3 separate regions of the Mus musculus genome follow, and all the other regions are linked to region 3. A link is a contact called in public HiChIP or PLAC-seq data. All regions are on one chromosome and are shown on one strand. Each heading gives the region's core, a stretch centred on a gene start, on an enhancer-like site or on the middle of the called end of the contact. The rest is flanking DNA. Distances are from core to core; before and after follow the strand shown.

Region 1 (2,887 bases), core at 258-2,757, 1.6 Mb after region 3:
GGGCCTCCCTCGTGCGTGCGTTACAACGGAAGATATGCAGAACTAGGGTGAATCTGTCGAACACACGCAAACCCCAAGCGGACTCCAGCTCCTTCTGAGGAGATGGGGGCCACGCAGGGATCAGTCAGGGGTCACATGGTGTCATGGGTCATGTGAGGATCAGGGGGGACACAAGGGAACCTTGGTCGGTGGCGCCATCCTCTCCACGTTCAGGAACACGGACGTGATGTCCTGGCATCCCTTGATCTTTTCTGGAGCACAGGGAGTGGCCCGTCATGGGGTTAGGAGGAGGACGGGAGGCAGTCTGACCCATCCTACACCAGCGCAGGTGAGGCGCATGCCCAGCGGCCAAAGGTGAGGTACCGCTCACCTGTCACGTCCTGAAAGTTGCCCTTGCCGAACACCAGCCTGCTGCCAGGCGCTGCGCTGGGCACCACCAGGGTACTCGCGACCGACCATCCTGGAAGTGCGCGCACCAGGGCGGCCGCCTCTGCCACCTGCCACTCCGCTGTGAGGACACAAGGGTCCATCCAGTCAAGGGCCGAGCGGGAAGACCTCGGACCACGGCGGTGGACAGGGTTAGCTCTGGGATGAAACCGCGCCCGCGCAGAGTCCGCATCCCCCGCCCACACCATGTCCCCACCCTGCAGCTCACATCACAACCCTAAGAAGCTCGCCAGGCCATGATCCAAAGCTCTACCAGGGAAAGGCAGAACCTCTAGGACTCGCCCCCAGCGCCCAATGTTCCCCCCCCCCAGACTCCGCCTACAAATTTAGGATAGTCCCGCCCCAAGGTCCCACCCGGAGCACGCGCAGCCTCACCCATCGGGCAGGCCCAGGTACCATCACATGCTCAGCCAGATCACGCCCCCAGCACGCAAGCTCGCCAGACTCCGACTCCACCAGGAGAGCAGCCACGAACCCAGCACATCCCAGACTATCCACACTCTCTACCGTACGCCCGATGTCCATCATAGTACCCTGCCCCCAGTGCTCCTCCCTCGGCTTCTCCTTCCTTTCTCGTGACTCCGCCCCTTCCAGAACTAGGCGTCACCGCCGCCCCAATTCCCCGTGGCCTTCCTGTATAGCACTAGTAAGTTTCGGCCTTCAGGTCCTCGCCCCTTCCGGCTTCCCTGCTCAATCCCCACTCTCGCCCTACCCGATACCTGTGCTTCGAGGCTTTTTTCCGGCCGGGCGTTTGACGTCAGGATGCAGGACGCAAACGCGCTGTGTATCCAAGGGCAGGAGGGGTGGGGCGCGGAGCAGCTCATCCTCCTCTTCCTCTTCGTCCTCACGGGGGTCCTCCTCGCCCCCACCACGGACGGGACCGCCCCCCGCCCACGCGCTCCCCCAGACCCGGCTCCCGGCGTGGACAGTGCGGACGGGACTTGGCAGGGTCACCGCGGGGCTCCGAACGAGTTGTACGCGGCGCACACGCGGGAGCCAGAACCCCGGGAGCACGGCGGCGCGCAGAAAAAGCATGGCGCGTGCGCGCGCAGCGAGAGACTGCGGGGGCGGGGGAGGGAGAGCAGGGAGGGACGGGAAGAACAACAGGGCGCATGTGCGTGCCGCGAAGGGTGGCTCTGGGAGGATCGAGAGCAGATCGCTTACCCGCAGCGAAAAACTTGGATAGGGGCGGGGTCAGGGAGAAAGGACAGCAAGGCGCATGCGGCGAGGGGCGGGGCCGAAAGGACAATGCCTCTAAAACAAAACAAATAAAAATAAGCCTAGTGGTGGAAGATCTGAATAGAGTTAGTGTAGGCACAGCAATTTCAAAAGGAACAACACAGGACTCAATAGAACTCAGGGTTTGGCCTATGACAACTTTTATGAAGACAATAAAGTTAGGTATAAAGGACATAGGCTATTGAAATAATCTAGCACTGAATGTTAAAATAGAATTCAAATAAGTTATAAAATGTGTTAGCTTTTATGCTTAGTTATAAGAAATTACAAATATTCATGTTTCTGTTGAAACTTACTTGGGCCACAGGAAACTCTCCTCAACACAGAGGAAGATGGAGTCACAGATGGTAGGCTAGAGGATGTTCAGTACCAAGAACTAGAAGGAACTAAATGGAATATATCTGTGACCTGGGATAGCTGCGCGCTCTCTCTCTCTCTCTCTCTCTCTCTCTCTCTCTCTCCTGTGTATCTTTTTTTCAAGTCATTTATATATTTTCTGGAGTGGAGTTGTGGGGACATATTCATATAAAGTAGGAACAAATCAAGCCTTGGGATGTGTGCTGCTGACAATCCATTTAGCTTACTTGCCTGAAGCAGGGAACTAGGGGATACAAAACAAACAAACAAAACAAAACAAAACCCAAGCTGGAGATGTCTCTCAGACTAGTAAAGAGACTGGCTGCTCCACTGAACATAGTCATGATTAAAATAGTTCAAGATGTCACAGCACTGGTTGCTTCTCCAGAGGACTGGGGTTCAGTTCCTAGCACTCACATATTTGGCTCTTCATGAGTATCTTCCTGGATGCAGACAGTAGTGCTGAAATGTCTAATTTGGGTATAGAAGCCAAGAACATCAAGAGATATTTAAAAGTTAATGAATTCTTCCTTTAAATTATCTGCTTTGGGTGACAGAAAGATGGCTCAGGGGTGCGTTTCCAGAGGACACAAGTTTAATTCCCACCACCCACATAAGAGCTCACAACAGTCTTAGGAGGATCAACACCCTCCTGGCCTCTGTAAGCATGCACACAGTGCACAAGCATATAAGGCACAACACTAATATACATGAAATAAACAAATACATTTTAAAATAAAAAAGAGTTTTAAGAAATAAAATAGGACTGGAGAGATGACTCAGTGGTTAAGAGCACTGTCTGCTCTTCCAGAGGTCCTGAGTTCAAATCCCAGCAACCACATGG
Region 2 (3,265 bases), core at 351-2,850, 1.7 Mb after region 3:
ACCTGTTTTTGCTGTTAATAGGAAACTTTCTAATGCCAAGTTGATTACATAGTCTGTTATGTTCTATACCCTTGGAAACCAATTGTGTTAGATATCAGTAGAACTGTGTCATTTGCAATAAGCTTGGACCTGAACCAACCACTCAATAGCTCTTCCTGCACCTGTGTATAAACTTTCATGGTATAAGCTGTCCCTAGGATGAACCCCAACATAAGAGAGACACCTGCACCAATATAAGAAATTATTTGGAATAAGACTTTCATTTTGACTAGTGGCCGAGTAAAGTTTAAGTTCCTAAGGCCTATTGGGAATTGACATCCTACTTGGCAGAAAGAAATATGTACATGGGTACTGTGACAAGTTAGGACATGAATGTTAGGTAAGTCAAGTCCCTGCAAGTTGAGTACCCAGATCAATGGGAGCAGGGTACATATACAACAAAGACAAGTTCCTAAGTAAACCCTCTATCCCTAAATCCTGATTGGTGGAATAATTTAGCACAGATGTTTGTGGATTTTAGGCTTAAAAACTCTATATAATCTTAACTGGGGGGTGGGGGTGAGGGTCACAGTTCAGTTCCCAAATGTGAACAGTGGCCCAGCCAATCACATTAGAGATTACCTAATATCCACCCCCCAATAAGAAGGCCCACACACCCTTGACTGCGGACACCATTTCAAAAAATGTGACCCACATACTGCTTGTTTCTTCAGAATAAACGCTCTTTGTCTTTGCATATTATCTATGTCTGGGGTCTTCTTCGGCGATTTTCAGACCGGTACAAATCCATGTTCCCGGAGGCAGCCACTGCTACTTTTATATCCTTTCAAAAGTATTTGAGTAAATCTTTGTAGACATAGGCAAAGACGCATTTCCACATATATTTACAAATGTGTCTGTGTATGTGTTTTCTTTTTACAAAACAAACAAACAAACAAACAAACAAACAAACAGATGTTTAATACTTTTTTGAAGCTGTTCACCAGCAAAGACATTACTCCGAGCTGCTCAAGAACCACTGTGTGTGGACTTTGCTTCTCTGTCTTCAGTGACTTTCTTCCAGGGCATTGTTTTTGCCAGTGTTTCTCTCTCACCGGGGGGTCACCAACATGCTTGTAGCATACAACTCGGGAATGACACAAGATCCTAAGAAACAGGATTTAAAGATACCGCAAATCAGCCCTCAGAGACGAGTTACCTGTTTCTATTCTAATTGACATCTTAAATTATGCTCCTTGCGAAGGGCTGGCCCACTGTACCAAGCTTTCACATTTTGTAATCTGACGTGTGAAAATAGCACCTTATCTCGGAATTACAAGTGAGGTTTTAAGGACCTTCCGATCTATAAGTTACTCGGTCTTTTTTTTTTTTTGGCCCGAATCTAACATGGTGCCCTCCACAGCTACTTCCGTGCTTTTGCAGGAAGGTAAGTGCGCCTGCCTGCCAGCATCAAAGATGGCAACAAGGTGCACATTCTCTCATCTGCGCAGGCTCCGATCGCTCCGCCCCGCCCCCTCCGGATAGCCTTTTCTGGCACCGCTCTAGCCGTCGCTCTCGGTGGGCACGGCCGCCAGCCAATCACAGGGCGTACCGCTCTGCTCCCCTCCCCCTCGCCTCCCGTGGATCAGCTGGGGTACCCGAGATGTCTGTTGACAGCGGTGGCGGCGACTGTAAGGCCGGTTCCGGGATCCGCGCAGGGCGTGGGGTAAGCTGGCCGGCGGGTGGGGTCCTGGCTGGGGAGGCAGGCGGCGGCCAGGCTATAGCAGCGGTGCTGAGCGTTTTTTAAGTAGTCCCTGAGCCGGCGTTTCTGGGTCTCTGTAGATGTGAGTCCTATGGAGCTACACGGGGAAGAGCAGCCGCCGCCGCCGCAGGAACCCTGGGGGAGGCTTCTTCGTCTAGGCGCAGAGGAGGACGAACCCCAGATCCTTCTTTGGAAACGCGAGTGGACCATCGGAAGGAGGAGAGGTGCGGTGGCCAGAGTGGAGTGAGGACGAGGATAAAGGCTAAAGGGGTAGACAGGGATGAAGCATAGGGACCTAAAGTGGGTACCCAACTGAGAGGAGACCGAGGGCCTAGAACAGGATCGAAGACCTAGTCAGAGTGGGTTTAGATGGGGAAACCGACAGGGGGTTTGAAGTGGGAAAAGTACCCGGCTGGCGATACAGAAGCTACTGGAATTCGGGGGGTGTGTGTGTGTGCACTGTTTTTCAACCCCCCCCCCCCCCCATAAAATGGGCTTATTTATTTGTGCAGTTGCTCTTCTGGATGCTTGATGATGGATATCAGTCAGTTCTCAGTACAACTTTGTGAAATAGATCTGTAAATATATCCTTCGAAATACGATCTTGTCCTCATTACTGTACACTTCTCTTTCTCAATGAAATGCAATTAGAAATTATTAACAAAAGGAAAACTGAAAAAAGGTATGTAGAAATTTGACACCACTGTTAAAAGGTTGACGGGTGAAAAAAAATAAACCACAGGGACTTTAGAAAAAATGTTTTGTGACAAATGAGAACAAAGAATATGCTGGAAGACTAGGACACTGTTAAACCAGTGCTCTGAGGGCAACTTATAATGGCAGGGTTTCTATTTGAAAAGATCTCAAAGTCCCAGGAAATAGAATAATTTATTTAATGAACTTAGGAAACTGAGAATTTGAACAAAGTTATACACAGATCCCAACATCGATTGCTTTGGGTCAAGGACATACATTTCTTTTTTTCGTTTGTTTTTGTTTTTGTTTTTTTTGGGGGGGCGGTTATGAGGCAGGGTTTCTATGTATAGCCTTGGCTGTCCTGGAACTCACTCTGTAGACCAGGCTGGCCTCAAGCTCAGAAATCCACCTGCCTGTGCCTCCCGAGTGCTGGGATTAGGACATAGATTTCTATAACTTGTGTCCACCTTATTTTGCTAGGAGGATTGATAAAATCTTACATGAACTGCTTGTGTGTAACCTAGCTTTGGACTCGGAGAGAGCTTAGATGGTAAAGTGCTTGAGGACCTGAGTTCAAATCCCCAGAGCCTATGTAAAAAACTAAGTGTGGTGGTACATGACTAGTCCTAGTTGTGAGGAGGCAGAGACAGAAGGAGCCACGTTTGCTTGCTGGGACTACTTTTGCAGACTTCTTGAGCTCTAGGCTCTCATTGAGAGACCCTGTCTGCCTCTGCAAACATGATCATGTGCACATGCATACACATACATTAGAGAGCCTCTCACCATAATACACATATCAAGACACTGCATTGCATGTTAAAACAAAAA
Region 3 (2,924 bases), core at 116-2,615:
GCTGGAAGGTGGGGGCCTAAAGTGGGCAACAACTTTCAGGAGAAACCAGAGGTTGTGTAAAGCGAGAGTTCCCTGAAGGTATCCCTGATAGACACAGAAGCAAGGTCTGAATCCTGGACCTAGAATGACATCTGAATATGGTCTTACCTAAGGCATGACAAGCCCATGTGAAGACAAGTGGTTTAAGGGTCTAGCTGTCTGTCAAGCTAGATGACTTCCTGAGATCTGTGCCCTAAGTCCAGGCCTGCTCATGGTCTTCTCAACAGTACCTCTTTGCTACCTCTAATACCAACACCAGATCCTCCATTATTCTAGGACTCTCCCTCAACCTTCTCCCCCATCAGTAGTCTCTCTGTGATACAAAGGCTGCCAGGCTTCAGTAGAGTATATTTGCCTTCCTGGGTGCCTATTCTGTTTTCCTTTCTTTCTTTCTTTCTTTCTTTCTTTCTTTCTTTCTTTCTTTCTTTCTTTCTTTCTTTCTTTCTTTCTTTCTTTCTCTGAGACAGGGTTTCTCTGTGTAGCCCTGGCTGTCCTGGAACTCGCTTTGTAGACCAGGCTGGCCTCGAACTCAGTAATCCACCTGCCTCTGCCTCCCAAATGCTGGGATTAAAGGCGATAACCCCTTTCAACCTCATTCTTTGCATGCCCCTTCTCCCAAACACCTGCTGGTTGGCCACCTTGCTGCTTCCTTGTCCCACCGCCTGTCTAGCATACAGCTGCCACAACCACTTTGTTTCCTAAGAACAGACTTCCAGTCCAGCATGGTAGGGCATTCCTTTAGTCCCAACACTTGGGAGGCAGAGGCAGGCGGATCTATGTTAGTTCGAGACCAGTCAGGGCAACACAGAGAAACCCTTTCTCGAAAATACAAGTAAACAAACAAACAAACAAACAAACAAGAACAGACTTTCTTTTCTCAGTTTATGCCCTCTGCCAGTCACAATGCACAGTGGACAACGGACAAATTGTGGGTTTCCACGGTCCGAAAGGCCAGCATAAGGGTCTCTCTGTGTCCACAGTGATTCCAAGAAAGGACAAAAATGTAAGCAGAAGGTTTATGGGGGTAGGAAACCCGTGGTCTAGATACTCCGGTTTCGTTCCTAACTCATGCAGTTGCCTGTCAGCGCGCGTCCTGAACAACCCGGCGGAGTTTCTCCAGGTAGTGCTTCTGACCACGCCTCCTGACCCACCTCTCACCTGTGACCACACCCCCGAGCTCCACCCTGCCTGTCTCGCCGAGCCAGCTTCCTGAGTCAATTGCTGCCTGCACGCGCCTGCGCTCTCTGGCCCCTCCTGCACCCCACCCCTATAGGCTCCGCCTTTCAGAGGCCCCGCCTCTCTCGTTTGCGAGGTGGGAGCTGAGCCACACACTGCGCATGCTCCAGCCGCGGCGCCCCCGACTCCGCACTCGGCTGGGTTCGGGCATTTCCGCCTCTTTGTTTTAAACTCTGCACGGCTTTTTTCTCCTCCTCTTGGGGGGGACCCAGAGGGAGCGGCGCCCCCTCCCCCTCCCGGCGAGCCCCCGCGTGCGCCCGCTCGCCCGCCGCCCGAGACGCAGGTCAGTGAGCCCGCCCCGCCTGGCCTGGCCCGCGCGCCCGCTCCTCAGGCCGCGGGCCTCGGCCCATGGGCGGCAGAAGGCTGCGAGCCCAGCGCCCCCGGCAGGCCCGGGAGGCGGGACCCTAAAAGCCTGCGAGAAGGCCAGGACTTCTCGCAGGTCTGGACCCCGGGAGGGCAGAACCCAGGGCCATGCTGGATCCCGGAACAATCTGGACCCAGGGAGGACAGGGACCTTGGACCAGACAGAACCCGGGGAAGAGCCTGCACAAGGCTGGACCCTTGACCAGGCTAGACCGGGGTGGGCAGAATCCTAGACCAGGCAGAACAGCAGCCGAGGTGGATTCCGAGCAGTCTGGACCCCGAGAAAACAGGACCTAGGGAAGACAAGGAGCTCAGTCCGGCTAGACCTGGCACCAGGCACGATTCCAGAGAACAGGACCCCGGAAGAACAGGAGTCTGGGCCAGGCTGGATCCAGGGGGATCAGGACCGCAGACCAGGCAGGACCCAGGACCAGGCCAGAATTACTGAGGGCTACTCACTGAACAGTCCTTAGGACTGGGCAGCTCTCCCATAGTTCTGGGACCCCAGGACAGGTGGAGCCCCGACTCTTGGAATGGACACTTGGGGGAGGGTCAGTATTAGAGACCTGACAAGAGTCTAGAAAAGGTCATTGAGGAAGAATGGCTCCCAGGACCTGGCAGGACTTAGAAAATGGCAGAATCACTTAGATGGGCCAACTAATGATAGATTACAGAGGAGGGTTAAGACCCTGAGACCACCCCACAGAGGGCCAGGGTGCTGGGACAAGGCCATAGGAAGGTCAGATCTCCCAGGGACAAATCGGCTGTAGAGAGCTGGGAAATCAAGGCTGGCTCAAAGGAATCTGGACCACTGTGGCAGTCCTTTGAGCAGTTTGAGGCCCTGAGGGTGAACTGTGAGGAGAGTTCAGAATATAGATAGGCTTCAGGACAAACAGGACCAAAGGTGGGTCCCTTTAAAATGAAAGCCTTGGAGCTGAACCGTGAGGATGGTCCTCAGGGATTACTTAGATAATAGTTGGAACTTTAAGGCAGGGAGGGCCTAGGACTCTAGTAATTGACCCCCGAACTCTGCTGAAAAGACTACTAGGCATTGGGAGGTTTCGATCAGCCCAGCCACAGGGAACCTTTGCTATGAAGTGCTTACACTCCCCACAGGTCCCCTAGCTTCTTGATGTTACAGAGTGGGTGAGGCTCTCAGCACAGTTGCAAGGCAAAGTTGGAGCTCAGCTGGGCTCCAAGGACTCAGGTATCAAGGGCATGCCCTGTGCTTGCTGCTTCATGCCCCAAGCCTCCAAGTTGCCTTTCGTCTGGTCTCCCCAGCTCCT

Evidence for each region. HiChIP or PLAC-seq counts read pairs in DNA pulled down with a chosen protein or histone mark.
Region 1: a contact with region 3 is called in an H3K4me3 HiChIP or PLAC-seq map of embryonic forebrain, with 7 times the contacts expected there. The contact joins the promoter of Gtpbp6 here to the promoter of Pcgf3 in region 3. A contact is called at or near these places in 7 of 115 datasets of contacts at active chromatin or transcription factors (astrocytes, embryonic forebrain, embryonic hindbrain and 4 more) and 1 of 9 other capture datasets (liver).
Region 2: an H3K4me3 HiChIP or PLAC-seq map of embryonic forebrain shows a contact between it and region 3, with 6 times the contacts expected there. The contact joins the promoter of Chfr here to the promoter of Pcgf3 in region 3. A contact is called at or near these places in 6 of 115 datasets of contacts at active chromatin or transcription factors (astrocytes, embryonic forebrain, embryonic hindbrain and 3 more).

Annotation. Positions count from the first base shown.
Region 1 is chr5:110,106,690-110,109,576 of GRCm38.p6, forward strand. Gtpbp6 (GTP binding protein 6 (putative)) reads right to left here and starts at 1,508. Exons shown (of 10, transcript NM_145147.5): 1 at 1,167-1,508; 2 at 371-508; 3 at 181-251; 4 at 1-94. The coding sequence starts at 1,482.
Region 2 is chr5:110,134,230-110,137,494 of GRCm38.p6, forward strand. Chfr (checkpoint with forkhead and ring finger domains) reads left to right here and starts at 1,601. Exons shown (of 18, transcript NM_001289577.1): 1 at 1,601-1,705; 2 at 1,822-1,965. The coding sequence starts at 1,833.
Region 3 is chr5:108,459,894-108,462,817 of GRCm38.p6, forward strand. Pcgf3 (polycomb group ring finger 3) reads left to right here and starts at 1,366. Exons shown (of 11, transcript NM_172716.5): 1 at 1,366-1,558.